Linked DNA regions of Arachis hypogaea: region 2 is linked to region 1. Evidence: chromatin contacts called from public Hi-C data. All regions are on one chromosome and are shown on one strand. The core of a region is the stretch at or near the end of the contact, and the rest is flanking DNA. Distances in the headings are between cores, read along the strand shown.

Region 1 (2,587 bases), core at 45-2,544:
TGAAGAAAGATTAGTAGTTTTCAACCCAATTTTAACAAAGCTCATCACAATGATTAACAACAAAAAAAAAGCAATGAAGGAACAGTGAATCAATAACATAGGCAGTGCAAATTCAAGAAACTTTAATAAAATTTAACTACAGAAACAGACAGTAAAGCAGTAATAGAGTTATCAATTTAAAATTTATCATCAAATACATTCAGTGAGCAAAACCAATCAACCAAGTACTGACTGGGAATTCGGAAAAAAAAAAGAATCAAAAGAACATTTAAATCACAGCAAAAACACAACAACAATAGGAACATTTAAAACAAAGCAACCCAAAAAAAAAATCTAAAAATCACCATTGCTGAAAACAATGATTTGAAGAATTAAAAGCTAAGCTTACAGGAAAGTGAAGAATACCAAAACCAAAGAACCTTCAATCACAGCTTAAATCAAGAACAGAAAATCACAACAAAAAAAAAAATTAAAAGTAACAGAAGAACAACAGAACAACAACACAAGAACAATTAGCAAATTAACAAATTCACAATAACAGTTAAAAATTTACCAAAAGAAACACTAATGCAAGTGGAATCATCATGCTAATATGTTTTCTACAAAGATGCTATTTGTGCAGCTAAAAATTCCTAATTACTAAGATCCAATTATTCTAATTTCACATGCAATCAACTTACTAAGTTTCTAAAAGCTAGAAAGTATAAAACCAACCAGAAATATGGTTAAAACATTTCATCAAACATGTTGAGTGCGGTAAAATTAAAAACAAAACAAGAGAATTCAAAGCTTAATATCAATGTGATAGAGAAGAGAACATAACTATTGTAACTTTAATTCAGTCTATGAAATAATCCAAACCACTACCAAATCAAATAGTTACTTATTGTAATAGAAATCAGAAGTTGCAGAGTTTGAGGCAGAGTATTGGTGTTGTGTGAGTGTATTGTCTGGTGGCGGGTTTAGGGAACTCACGGCGGCGACAAAAGAGAGGAGTTCGACGGCTAGGTGGAGCACGCGGGTTGGTCGCAGTGTTTGAAGCAGAGCAACGTGGCTTCCAGACGAACACGAATGCGAACTCGAACGGTGAACGGCGAAGAACGCGAACGTGAACGGCAAACAAACGGCAAACAAACGGCGACCTGGGCTGGGGGCTGGGGGGCTAGGGTTCTTTGTTCTTTCAATTTTAAACTTTCACTTTTCAGTTTCAGAGAAGAGAGGAGTGGGGCTGGGCTGCGTTGGGGTTTAGGGTTTCTTCCTTTTTTTTTTTCTTAAGCTGTAAAACGGCGCCGTTTGGAGGGATATACTACACCAAAAACCCTTTAAAAAAGTTGGCCGGTTTTGGCTATTCACCCGTTAATTGTCGATTTGACTGGTTTTTTGCGTGTACATGATCTGATTTGGTTCAAAAATCCGGCTTGAATCTAAAGTATTTTTGCATATATTGGCCCGGATCCGAAGTGGTCCGGGTTTGACCCGAGAACAAAAAACAACACTTAGAAGAATACTTCAATTGGGTTCGGGCTATAATTCGGATCACCTACAGTTTGATTCGACGAGGATACATATTTCAAAATTATTATTTTATATTTAAGAAGTATAAGTAATAAGACTTTAGACTAATATATAATATTTTGTGTTATTTGTATGTAACTTATATATTTTTTACTAAATGAATTTTATCATATGAAATAATTGTTGGAAATTTAAAACTTCTCCCATACTAGCATTCAAAAAGATAATACGTTTTGTCTTAAACTTGTGTTTTCTAACAAATATGGTGTAATATTAATTATTAACTAATCTATTTAATTTTAATAAAAATAATTATGAAACTAGGAAAGAGATATAAAGATGCATGAAATTATGATTAAAGGTTCGATTTTTATCCCGTATAATTGTGCTCCGAATGTGTATAGATTTCATCGAATTAGGATCTAAAAAATAGGTCTGATATATATTTAGGATTGGCTCTGGATGGGACAAATCTGATTTCACCCTACTTATATACACCCCTACTAGGCAGTTTATGATGCTAACTGAACTGGCCTGGTGATCGATTTCCAGTTAATCCGGCTGAACCAACCGGTCCAATTCAATTTTCAAAACTCTGATATTAAACGAAAAATTACTAGTTAAAAATGTTACATAATTTGAAGTTATTTAACTAAATTATTATATGATGACTCTCAATTATTACTTATTAGTATGCTTGTCTTCAACTAAAATTGGAATAATACAAGGTCATAATAGAAACACAACCGTCACGACAAAAAAAAAATTCAAATATTTTTATCACAAAAGTAATTCGAAACTGTTCTTGTAGAGGTTAGCCAGTGTATAGTTCGTCCGTCGATGAATGTCTTTAAGCTTCTCGTCGGGATGAGTTATACGTCAGGGAGAGAACAAAGGGGTGGATACCTGCAAAAAACACTCCAACGCTCAAGTCGGTAAGTGTTTAAGAGGTATAAGAATAATCCTATGAATATAAAATGTAAGACATGAAATAAAAGTTATCATGTTTTGTATATTATAATAATTCTATGAATATAGAATGTATATAGAATATATCTAGAATCTTTAGAAT
Region 2 (2,587 bases), core at 47-2,546, 200 kb after region 1:
AATCTCAACAGATGTTCGTAGGAGCGTACGTACCAATTCCGGTACTCAACCGTCGGAAAAAAATCCCTGGTCGGAAGGGGGTGCAGATCTCGCAATCGACTGTGTCGCCTGTTGGCCCACTCCGCTATCCAAGGCCCATGCAAAACTGTCCAGTCATGAAGCTGCACTCCGCGTAGAACGATGCAATGTTGGTCAAGTGGAATATCCCTTGCTGCCTGCAGAGGAGGTTGTATATATCCAAACTGATGCATCACTCGTCCGTAGGGTACCACTCGACACACTCGAACGACAACAATGGAGCAACGATGTTACACACCTCAAGATGAGGATGCAACTCGTCTGGGACGATCAATCCGTCGTACGGCCGCCACTCAAACTGCCACAGTATTATTGGTATATTAGAACCCTAACAATAATGATTGGAAAAATGGATAAGAACCATAATTATTTACCTCCTGCACGTAGTCTATATCATGCTTGAATGTGTCTACGGTCTTCGATAACCACGCTGTGGTCCGTTCCGAATGACTCCACTTGAAACATTATTAATTGAAAATATTTAAATAACTCACCATAAGTCAAACATGCATCATGAATATAACACATGACTAAAATAAGACTTATTACCTCCTGGCAACTGGTATCTCGGCTGGTGGAAGGGTTTGTCTCGGTACGGGAGCAAGACACGGCATTCGCTCCCATGTCCAAACAAACAACAAGTTCAGAGGGCCATCCAACTCCTTTGTATCATATCGTGATGCACGACATAGTGCTCTGTAAAGATGTGCAAGACACGCTGCCCCCAACTATAAGTATGGATCCGCTTGAAATCGCAAAGCAATGGTAGATATTTCGCATGGGCATATACGGTTGACTTGTCCGTGAATAGGGTCGACTCTAACAAACACAAGATCTGACATCTGACGTATCTTCTGATGGACTCCTTAGTGTCTAACGGCTCTATGTCTCTGATACGTCGAACCCAACCCAGCTTTATATAGGACTTCGAAGAATGACTGACTGATGGCTCACGACCAAATATCACTATGCTCTGACTTTGAAGGAAGTCGCCACTACTATCTGTCCATCCACTGACAGGCTCTCCATCAATGGGTAGACCGAATATATGAGCGACATCCTCTAATGTCACTATAACCTCACCGACCGGCAATACAAAGGTGTGGGTTTCTGGCCTCCACCTTTCAACCAGAGCAGCTAACATGAGGTAAAATCCTCTTATGACTCCAATTCTAGAGACGTGATAGAATCCCGTGGCGCATAAGTAGTTCTCCACCATCGGATTTCACGTCTGTGGCGGATCCAGTTTACGCACCAACAAATTCCTGTTAAGCTGCATCAACAAAGATATATGTTACATTAATTAAATAATAATCCTTATAAATATTTTAATAAACATTCATCACATATTTATTTTAATATCTTATTTATTAAATTATTTAACATAGCTTATCTATTTATTTATTTATTTATTAAAAAATTAATTTCTTTATTTATTTATCAAATAAAATATTTAATCCTTACGAAAAAAAATTTGCTATAACAATATTTAATAACATTTATCACGTATTATTTAATAATCTTTATTTATCAAATTATTTATTTTTTTAATTTTTTAATAAAAATATATATTTTATACATTTTACATATTTAATTTATTATAATATTTATTTATTAATATACGCAACATATTTATGTTTAAAAAGTCAAAATATTTTTTTATTCTTGAATATATTCATACTAACAAAAATTAAAAAAAATTATTAAAAAATTACACATATTCTTATTATTATTAACGTTTATTTTATAAAAGCTATTATTATATTATTAAAATATTTATAAAATACACAAAATAATATTCTAATTACAAAATATATATACATAAAGAATATAAATACATAAAAAATAAATTTTAAATACAGAAAAAAATTAAAATTTACCAACTTACATAAATAGGATGATCCAAATAATTGATAATATGTTCTTGGTTAAATTACACAGTTAGTCCCTACACTTTCAGTGAAATTGTAAATTAGTCCCTACACTTTAAAAGTTTATAATTGAGTCCCTAAAGAGAATTAAAATTTGTAATTTAGTCCCTACCATTCAAAAAGTATTTGATTTAATAGAATATTCTCAGCATATTCTCTGTTTTAAACATGTGAGCTGCACATGTTTGATAACAGGGACAAATTTGCAATTTTAGTGAAAGTATGGGGACCAACCGTGTAATTTAACTATTTGAAAATGACAAAAAATTCTCTAGGCTATCTGAACCCACCTCACCCCTCTCCAGCTCTCTCACTTTCACTTTCTCACTTTCCAAATCGATACCCCAACTCCAGCGCTCTATCTCTCACCTCGATTCACCGTCGTCATGCCGGATCCACCGCATTTGTGCTCACAGGTCGGGTCTCGCTTCCTTCCTCCAACTCACCTCTCTCATCCAATGACTTTTTCTTCTCTTCCAATTTTGATATTGAACACCGATAAATGAAAGAGAACAATTCCAATCCAAAACATGCTCAAAGCGAACAATTCAATGTCTAAGAAAAAAATAGCAACAAAT

Evidence for each region. Hi-C and Micro-C count contacts between places; a contact is called where the count stands out from the background.
Region 2: a Hi-C map of leaf shows a contact between it and region 1, with 5 times the contacts expected there. The contact joins the promoter of LOC140175069 here to the promoter of LOC112710507 in region 1. A contact is called at or near these places in 2 of 8 Hi-C or Micro-C datasets (both in leaf).

The regions. Positions count from the first base shown.
Region 1 is chr9:15,564,451-15,567,037 of arahy.Tifrunner.gnm2.J5K5, forward strand. LOC112710507 (protein SLOW WALKER 2) reads right to left here and starts at 1,295. Exons shown (of 17, transcript XM_025762754.3): 1 at 884-1,295.
Region 2 is chr9:15,769,272-15,771,858 of arahy.Tifrunner.gnm2.J5K5, forward strand. It overlaps LOC140175069 (protein MAIN-LIKE 1-like), which reads right to left and starts at 1,297. Exons shown (of 1, transcript XM_072201978.1): 1 at 722-1,297. The coding sequence starts at 1,297. The coding sequence ends at 722.